Linked DNA regions of Bactrocera dorsalis: region 1 is linked to region 2. A link is a contact called in public Hi-C data. All regions are on one chromosome and are shown on one strand. Each heading gives the region's core, a stretch centred on a gene start, on an enhancer-like site or on the middle of the called end of the contact. The rest is flanking DNA. Distances are from core to core; before and after follow the strand shown.

Evidence for each region. Hi-C and Micro-C count contacts between places; a contact is called where the count stands out from the background.
Region 1: a Hi-C map of whole body shows a contact between it and region 2, with 3 times the contacts expected there. The contact joins two enhancer-like sites.

Annotation. Positions count from the first base shown.
Region 1 is chr5:66,955,950-66,961,323 of ASM2337382v1, reverse strand. LOC105225921 (glypican-6) reads right to left here. Exons shown (of 8, transcript XM_049456882.1): 3 at 4,225-4,456. Among protein-coding and RNA genes, the nearest start is that of LOC125778589, 18 kb to the left of the region's middle. Within about 2 kb of position 1,538, the one cell type or tissue checked has open chromatin away from gene starts, as enhancers often do.
Region 2 is chr5:66,849,953-66,855,120 of ASM2337382v1, reverse strand. All of the region lies in intron 1 of LOC105225921 (glypican-6), which reads right to left. Among protein-coding and RNA genes, the nearest start is that of LOC105225921, 14 kb to the right of the region's middle. Within about 2 kb of position 2,595, the one cell type or tissue checked has open chromatin away from gene starts, as enhancers often do.

The sequences.
Region 1 (5,374 bases), core at 289-2,788, 110 kb before region 2:
TAGTTGGAGCTCGCTAAATCTGAACTTATAGTCGAGAGTTCTTATGAGATATCCGTGTTCTTTTCGGTTTCGTATACTCGAGTGTCGTGGGAAGTGGAGAGTATTCAAATTTGCTAAGACTGGACTTATGATTGTTTTTTCGGCGTCCAGCGTCTTTTATAAGATGATTTCAAAGAGTGTTCTAGCCACAAGGAACTCTTTTTTTATGAGCCTTCGTCTAGAACACTTTCTAAATATCATAATTGGAGCTTGCGAAACCTGACCTTATAGGCTTTCTTAGGCATCGAGAGTTCTTTATGATATGAGTTCTGTTCAGAAATGTTAAAATATAAATTTGATGGTTATTCAAAGAGTCTTCTAGCTATAAGAAACACTGCTGCTATGAAGCTTAATCAATACTATTTGCTGGACACCACTTTTTCCATATTTTAAGCGAAACGTCTTTTACAAGATGATTTCACCTGAAAATTAACTTTCTGAATAACAATTTTTAAATATTTTAGGTTATGTGAGTAATCGAGTTGCCTAAAGTCGTGTTTATAGTCGTTTCTTAGGCATCCAGATTCTTTCACGAGATATTTTTATTCAAAAAATTACAATTTGGGTATCACGTTTTCCATATTTTAGGTTATGAAGGTATTTGAGCTTGCTGAAACCGGACCTATAGTTGTTGCTTAGGCTTCCAGAGTTTTTCCCAAGCTGTTTTCACTTATAATATTATGTTTTGAATATCACATTTTCCATATTTTAGGTTATGAGCGAAATTGAGCTTGCTAAAACCGAACCTATAGTGCTTTCTTGGTCATCCAGAGTCTTTTACTCGAAGATTTTTTCAACATTTCTTTAAATTTTAAATCTATGCTTATTCACCGCGTCGTCAAACACTTTAGATCCCAGCAGGATGCCCTTTAGTTCAAGGATAACAAAGGAAGAGCGAAAGCAGCAATAAAAAAAAGCAAAGATACGTGCTTCACGCTTGCACTTAACCCTTCCGAAAAGCAAAAACAACAATAAAATTAATGTAAAGTAAACAAAAGATGAATTTTAAATCAAAAGCGAGCGCAATAAAGCGTTGATTGTTGGAGCTTTAAGTGAAAACAAAAAGTAAATAAAGATGCAGAGAGTTGCTGAGGCTAGTGTAAGTTAGACACGCTGTATGTATGCTTAAGAGTATGTATTTTTGCTTGTCAGTATGTATATTAAGGTGTGAAAAAGTGCAAGATGCTAACTATGTATGCCTGTTTGTGGGTGTGTGTGTGTGCGTGCAAAATGTTTGCGGCACTTGTAGGGCTGCACTGTACTTGATTGTTGTTGTTTTTGTTGATTTTATTACTGTTGCAGTTCGCATATTTACAACGCCGCCCCCAAAGCTATAAAACTTTGTTGCGAGTATTTAGAGACCGACACAGAGAGAGAGAGTGGGAGGAGGAGAGCTGTGTTGGGACAATACAGGCGGTTTTTATAGCAGTGTTCACTGCATATGTAGTTGTGTGTGTGCGCTTGCCTACGCTGTGTGCTTAAGATCATTTGAACGCGGCTTGTTGGCCCAGTCACCGCGCTTCCGGCCATTTTTCGCTTTTATTTGCTTATGAATGAGGTGTGCTTGGCTACACTTTGTGTTTGTATGTATCTATGTGTATATTTGCAACTAAAAGAGCTTGCCTATATGATAGTGTAAACAATTGTGTGTTATTGCATGCATCTGGTTGTGTTTCTATGAGCCGACGTGTCAACGCGCCTTTTAACAAATTCGTTGTAAATGACTTTTGGCTATTTTGCCGCTGCTTTTCTACATCTTTCACTGCTAGTGGACTTTTGGATGGCTGATAGAGTGGTGAAATTCAAGGAGTTGAACGGATACATATCTATGTATATGAATTCATTCATAAATGCAAACATTTTTATATACAAATGTGGCACATTTATTATAACCTGAACAGGGTCTGTAGACAGACGAAGTCAATATCTGTCAATTACTTCCACAGTTTTTGAGATATCAATCTGAAATTATGTACACGTTCTTTTTTCCATAAGGAAATGTTCATATGTCGGAATTGTTGATATCGGATCACTATAGCATATAGCTGTCATATAAACTGACCAATAAAAATCAAGTTCTTGTGTAGAAACTTGTTTTATTTGACGAGATATCGTCACGAAATTTGGTGCGGCTTATAAGTAATAGCAAAGCTATAATACTTGAAAATATATTTTAGATTGGTCAACTATAACATATAGCTGCCATACAAACTGACCATTAAAAATTTAGTTCTTGTATGGAAGACTCTCTTATTTAACGAGATATCTTCACGAAATTTCGCATGATTTATTACTAAAAGCAGCGCTTTATTATCTGAAGAAATTTCTCTGATCCGCCAACTATATCATATAGCTGCCATATAAACTGACCAATAAAAATTTAGTTTTTGTATGGAAAACTTTTTTATATGAGTATATATCTTCACGAAATTTGGCACCGATTATTTGCAAATACAGTGTTATAATATCTGAAGAAATTGTTCAGATCGGACCCCTATAGCCTATAGCTGCCATACAAACTGACCATTAAAAATCAAGTTCTTATATGGAAAACTATTTTGTTTGACAATATATCTTCACGAAATTTTGCATAACTTATTAATGAAAGCATCTCTATAATATGTGAAGAAATCGTTTAAATCGGCTGACTATATCACATAGCTGCCATACAAACTGTACGTTCAAAATCAAAATTTTTCCTTGTAAAGGATGTTATATAAGCTAACGCTTGTTTTCTTGCTTTTGTTTTTGTTTTTGTTTTTGCTTTATTATTTTCACACACTATTTCCCGTTATTTCCTTCATAGCCTGCGAAAAAAAGTACTTATTTGCTTTGTTTGCAATATTTTAAACGCTTTGGTAAACCGAAATGCACGCGTGGGTAACACGAGCTGTTGCGGTTCGACCGCCCTTGCTGTCTACCACACGCTGACCGTTGCTTTTACATGGAAATGTAAGTATGTGTTAACAAGCGCTGTTTCCGCAAGAACTTGACCCTTCCATGCTCGTTTACTCTTTCACTGCTTTTTTTTTGGTATTTTGCTTGAAGAAATACAAGCTCATGGTGGCTGCTGAATATGACTATGTACATATGTATATGTATATACATATACATGTGTATGTGCATTAGTTTACAAAGCCACATAACTCATAAATGCTCCGTTTGCTAATCAAAGCGGTAATTTAAGCTGTTTGTCATGGTACTTGACTTTCGGTGACAAGCTTGGTCATCACTGTTTCCCTACACACCTTCGTTGCTCAAAGTCAGCAAGCAGCAGTGAATGAACGCAGACTTTAATATAAGTGGGTATGTATGTGTGTGTGTGTGTGAGTTTCAGAAATTTAAGCCAATGCTGCGATTTTTTGGTGCGTGGCAACGCTTTTGTCTAAAACGTGCTGTGGACAGTAAAATATGCAGAATTCGTATCAGTTTCTTTGTGGTCACGTGTTTGCTATGTCCCTTAGCTGAAAGTCTTGTTATTTCTTGGCTGTTGAACACACTTTGTTTTATTCTCTAATTTCTTTAACCACATTGAATTTTAATTTCTTTGGGAAGGTCAGTGGCTTGCTTGGTTTTAAACTCATATAAATGTGAACTAATTAAAAAATTGGTTTAAAATCATATTTCGTTTAAAATAAGCAGCAGTCATAACCTAAAAACTTAATTTAACTGAAAGCTCTGAAAGCTGTCCGCGGAAGTTTAATCTCAAAGCTTATTTAGAATCGATAATCAATATTGAAAAAGCATGAAGACTTCCAGACCCTCCAATATGTATAAAAATGTTGGAAGTAAACAAAAAAAATTAAAAAAAAAATTAAAAAATATTTAAAAAAATTTAAAATAAAAATAAAAATTAAAAAAATTTTAATTAAAAAAAAATTAAAAAAAAAAATTGTAAAAAATTTTAATTAAAAAAAATTAAAAGAAAAATTCCAAAAAAAGAAAAAAAATTAAAAAAAAAATAAAAAAAAACTATTAAAAAAAATAAAAAAAAATCAAAAGAAAATTAAAATAAAATTAAAAAATTAAAATAAATAAAATCATCCAAAAAATTTTTAAATTTAAAAAAAGAATATTAAAAAAATAAAAAAATTAAAAAAATAAAAAAAAAATCAAAAGAAAATTAAAAAAAAATTAAAAAATTAAAATAAATAAAATCATCCAAAAACCGTCTCTCGTACTCACTTTTCTTCAAACGTTTGTCCGTTCAGCACTTGAAACATTTTCTGGTAGAGCGTGTTGAAGAATTTGTCCATCACTTCCAGCAGATCGACGCGTCCACGCGTGTAATAGTTTTCCAATTCGTTGAATAAATCGGAGAAGACATAGGAATTTTGCTGATAGATAACGCCATAGGTGCGTGTGAACATCTTGTGGAACTCCTCTTTCGATTCGCCCAAGAGTTTGCGGAAGATGGCTGGAAAAAAGAGAAGTTAATGAGATTAATTTGAAATTATTAAAATTACTTACAAAAACAAAAACAAAACAAAAAATGTCAATTTCGGCTACACTAGAATACCATTCAGAGCTTTAAGTTTTTCTTCAAAAACTTATTTGTGATGGGCAAGTTTGTATGGCAGCTATATGCTATTGTAGTCCGATCTGAACAATTTTTCTGGAGTTTGTAGGATTACCTTAGAAAATGGTTTGTGGCGAATTTCGTGACGATAGCTTGTCAAATAAAAATCTTTCTTATAGAAGGATTTGAGTTTGGTCGGCCAGTTTGTATGGCAGCTATATGCTATAGTAGTCAGATCTGAACAATTTCTTGAGAGATTATACTGTTACTTTGAACAATAATCTTTGCCAAATTTCGTGAAGATATCTCGTCAAATACAAAAATTTTCCATACGAGAACTTGATCTTGATTGATCAGTTTGTATGGTAGCTATATGCTATAGTGGTTCGATATCGACAATTTCAACAAGTAAGTAGCTGCTTGGCGAGAAAATGAAGTGCGCAAAATTTCAGAGCGATATCTCAAAAAATGAGGGACTAGGTCGCTTATATACAGAGATATTGCTAAATCGACTCAGCTCGTCGCGCTGATCATTTATATATATATTTTTTATACTGTTCAGGGTATAAAAACTCAACAAATCACGAAACGGAAATTGTGTTAATTAAAGAAATGTTTGCAGTAATCAAAAACTAAATCAAAAACTAGCATCCGTCATGGTGGATGATGGGCGTTAAGTAAGCCGCGCGGCACCCTCTACCATATCAGTTGGCGCATGCGCTCGAGACATCCGCCAGCGTTACTGCGCGCTTATTAGGCGATTTAAATTTGTTTATTACTTATTTGGGCACAGCAAATTCGATTTGTCTTGTTTCA
Region 2 (5,168 bases), core at 1,346-3,845:
TCGTTTTACCTCAAGCGAACTCTCCGCGTTAGCTCGACACGTCGCGCTCTCTGACCAACTCACTGTTTGCCCCAACTTCGTTGTATGCCGTTTCCCAGCATCAGCAACGTCGTGTGCTTCTTGTGGCAAGTGTGAAAGACAGCGGCGTCAGCAAAACGTTTTCTTTGTGTTTACAGTACAATGAAATTCCATTCGCAATGGGATTCGCAGCCCATAATTGTGTCGCTTTATTATTTTTGGTTGCGGCCAATTGCAGTTGGACCGAGGAAGCTGCGACGCGGGGCTTGGATTATTGTGTGTTATTTCAGCTGAGGGTCACACTGAAATTGGCAAACGCGGCAATACTCACGAGAACACTTTGCCCACATCCCGCTAGTTGGTTACGGACTGTGTTGCAATGAAATATACACAAGTTTGCTGATTGTGGCAACTTCGAATTAATGAGTTTTGTGAAGACGTCGCTTAAGGTTTGGCGAAAAGGTCTTCTAGGACAACTTTTATTATGAATGGCTGGAAGGAAGCAATCGATAAAAAAGTCTATACTCATGATAAGACAGCCAGAACTTTAGTAAGAGAAGTTGGACGAAAAGTAAGTGAGACGGTATACTGATAGATGTAGATAATAATATAAAACCTGGATCGAAAAATATTTCAGTAAAAGGTCTTTGAGTCAAGACAGCAAACAATTATAAAGAAGCTCTTGTTGCTACTGAACATTAAGCTAGTCGAGTTCATCGCATTGTAGTCCAGTCTTCGCTTTATTATCACCGAGGTCATCTAACGGTAGGCACACGTGCTGATTCGACGGGTTCGGACCGTATGGGGAGTAGATGAATGGGGTTCGCTAGGCATGCAAAGATAGTCGGATTGCCGGAAATATAATATAGCTAGTCGAGTTCAAGGCAGTCTAGAGACATTTGCTTGGGTGGTAAAGTACGGTTTGGTTATCACCGATGTCATCTAAACAGGAAAAGTGCTGTTTCGTTAGAGTCGGATCGTAGGAAGAGGGGTGTTAGATGAGTGTGGTTCGCTGGGCTTGCAAAGAGGTGAAAGAGTCTAAGTGCGAAGACCCATTGCATGCCAGACGTATATTTGGTACCTCGGGATCACATCTGGATAGTCAGGACTTTAATCTACTAATGTGTCGAGAACGAAGTTGTACAGAGATTTCACTAGATTCTTAATGCAACTCGAGTTCTTCGTCTACAATGGGTGGTGGTTCGACTCCGAATACGCCACTAACTGAGGAGCATTCGGTGAAGGTGTTGAAGACTCCATTATGAATGGCGGTCAGTGGATGTCGAAAGATAGCTGCGTCCGAAGTTTGGTCAGCGTACTGTTCGATGTCGTCGACGTAATGAAAGAAAGTCGTCTTGATATGTCTAGGAGGCGATAGTTTCTGTTGGTTTGTTTTCTGCAGAAATCATTCCTGCAATCGTCTGCTAGGAGCGAAGATAATTACGTTCCCTAACTAGGAGCATGTGCAAATCTTCACCCGGAGATATCCAGGGACATCTTGTATGTTGCATGGTGATGTTTAGATTCAATCCTGTACTCCTACGTCCGAGAAAGGTCGGAGGGATAGTCTTTTACTTTCGAACACAAACCATCGACTTCCATGGCAGTCTCGTCTGCTAAATTAGCATGGATCGAAGGTCTTTCCAATGGTAGTCTCGTCTACTTAATCAGCATGGCTCTACAGAACTTAGCTTAAGCAATCTTAGCTTCCAGCTCATCTTATCCAGTCCGCAGTTCGTCTTCTTTTCGACTTTTCTGCTCTCACAAACTTCACTTCCCTACAAATACCTTCCCATCAGCTAATAAAAGTAGGGTCAAACACTTCAAAGGCAATCAGACTCAATTTGCTATTCATAAATTACTGCTAAGTCCACAATTAAACTATAAAAATACCTACAAATGAATGAACACCGTAACAAAATAGTTCGTTTAATCTATTATTAAACCACAAGACCGCATTCAAACCAAACACCTAACAACAACAACACAGTGGAGTGTATAAAAAGCGTCAGAGTTTACTAAATCTTAAATCATTCATACCATATTTATGACTCACTCACCAACCGCACGACTTTTTCTCATTGGACGACTACTTGTTTAGCAACTTGGAACGCCATTCACCACTACAAGAGTAAGTATGCAGCTAAGATAGCAAGTATCTACCAATCGCACCAAATCCAATACCATAATCTAGCTACGCTATCGGACCGTGCGCGACTCGATCGAACTGACTTGCTGGCTCAACGGCGCGCTGGCAGGCTGGCCCATGGGTTGCTTGCTTCAACGCCTGACTGTTCCGGTGTGTGTGTGTGTGTTTATGTGTGCGTTGTGGAGTGCCTGAATAATTTAAACGATTTCAATGACACCATGATTAATATCAACGGCAAACATAAATCCGCCGAAGTAGGCATTAAAGGGCTACACACATAGCAGCCCGACCTACAGGTAGTAGGACGACAAGGTAGCGTCGGAATGCAGACAACACCAAATACACTTACACAGCTGTGTAGATACATGGGAAGATATGCCGACGGCGCAGACAGGCCAGGCCGAACGCAAAGAGAGCAAACTGCATACGAACGGACAGACGGAGTTTCGGTGTGTGTGTGTGTGGACGCCATAAATGCATACGGAACGTGAGCTAACTGTGGAAGTTTAAGCGTTTGACGCTTGGCTTTGTGAATGCCATGAAGATGCGAATGAGTTAAGGAAAAAGTACAAGAATTTCTCATTTCCATGTGCGAACGACGACGTTACTGGACTGGCTGGACGTTTAGCCATGAAAAGCAATACATGCTGAATGGTGGGAGATAAGCAAGAATCTTGATTGAACGCGCACAAACACATACACAAACAGAAAGCAAACGGACGGACGGACGGATGGACGTACGGGCGAACAAAGTGACGAATGGTATGTTGGTGAGTGCGCGAAGAAACGGACCACAGGTAAACCATGCGGATGCACATGCTATGCGGACAGGTAAACTAGTTTGCTGTAGAGACAAGCAAAAGAACACGAAATGAATATTTAGAAATAACAAGAATATTGTTTAAAGAGAGAAAATGAAGTGCAAACAAAATGAAAAAGGACGGACCGAGCGCGCGACCTCTTCGCTAACTAAACCTGGACACTTGTGGACGACAATGGATGAGCCGTGTAGAGCGCAGATAAGCAACGACAAGAACGATTGTGCCGAGTAATGATAAAGCATGTGCAACACAGAGACCGAAGTGCTATCAAACACAAATACGAAAACAAATAAAAATACAATTAAAATTACAACAAAAAATTACAACGATTTGCTGGACGTGGCAAGGCCAGTTTCTGCTGTGTTGCAGACACAGACCCAACACGAATTCCGAACAGCAGCAAACTTTGTTGGCCAACGTCCAACCAATCGGCAGCAGCACAAATAACAGAGGCCAGTTAACAGGCGCCCAGCAAATGTAGCAAGCAGCTAACAGCGTCAAGGTTGCGACACGGCGCGGCAACAACAGAGTTTGGCAATAAAACGGGAAATCAACAGAGCGCCGAGTGGCTGAAAGTGGAAAGAGTGAGTTGCGTGAGAATCAAGGCAGACTAAGGCAGCATACTAAGACCTGCAAAATGTGGCATGTAAACGTGAAAGGCGACTACCGCAGCCAGAGAGCATGAAGAGCTAAAAGCCTGCAATTACAGCAAAAGGCGCTGAAATGTTGCAAGTCAGTGTGCTGGCTAAATGCGATTAGCAATGCAATAATGCGCACATGATGAGTAGAGTGGTGCACCGAACAGGTAACACATGTGGCAACATGTGATCGTTGTGCATGTGGCGACCGGGAGATACCCAAAATGAGCAGCAAAACATGTTGCAACATGCTTGTGTAGCCTTAAATGCTTGCCACAGACCCCGCTGCGGTTAAAGATGACGTTGATAAGGTGACTTAAGAACAGGTATCATGGCGAATAGCAGCCTAATGAACTCACTAGTGGCGGAATTATGCTGAGCGTCGTTTTGTATGCGCTCTCGTGCTCTTGCGCTGACTTGGCACGAAGACTATGACGATCGCGATTGAGCGGTTGTGTGCGAAGTAGGTGTTTCGTGTGCTTATTTTGTGATAATCATGTCTCAGTGGCTGGCTAATAAAGTAGCTTAAGGAGTTCATTTGTGTGAAATATTTGTGAAGGGGGTCCGTGTAAGCTGTTTTGGCTGGATAATCTTTGGAGGTGAAGGTGCAGTATAACTCGGTTATTAATTTGAAATTGTAGGTAAGCTCAACGATTTATCTTAATTAAAGTTATCCGAAAAGAGAAATGAGGAGAGAGCGAAAGTTACTTTTACAAAATACCTGGCTTTTGTAGGGTCATAGCAACTTTTTTTAAGGAGCTGCAATCTTAACCTGTCGCAAAGTGTGTCAGAAATATCTACGAACACCTCGTGGTGACCTATGACAGCTTCCTGGACACGAATTTTGTACTCCCTCAGTCCGAACCCGTCAAATTTTTGCGTTCAGGACAGACTCTTAGCTTCCGGTGCTCGAATTTTGTACTCCCTCAGTCCGAACCCGTCAAATTTATTCGTTCAGGACAGACTCTTAGCTTCCGGGGCTCGAATTTTTTACGCCCTCAGTCTAAAACCCGTCAAATCTGTACGTCCTGGCTAGAGAATGCGAAGCCACACTGGACTATCGACCACTCTTAGCTTGCGCTACTAGAACGTACGTTCTTAATCTAAACCGGTCAAATTTACGCGTCCAGGACAGACTCCTAGGCTCGAAATGGCCCGAATTATGCACGCTCTCAGTCTAAACCCGTCAAATTAGCGGGTCCAGGACAGAGATTACGAAGTCTCACTGCACTATCGACCATTCTTAGCTTCCGGGGCTCGAATTTTGTACGCTTTCAGTATAAACCCGTCAAAATTGCGAGACCAGACTATAGATTGTAAAGCCACGGAGCGCGAGACAGAGTTTAAACGCGAAAATTTTCTCATTTCCGCATTCTATGCTAAGGCTATGCGCATAGTGAAACTATTTCTTCATTTCCCGGTTTGTCTTCCACACCTTTTTCGATAATTTTGTCCATATTTCACCTTTCCATATACATATATTTTTTTCCTTAGAAAAACACAGCTGTCACAGCCAATTCACCGTAAAAGCAGCACCCTTTA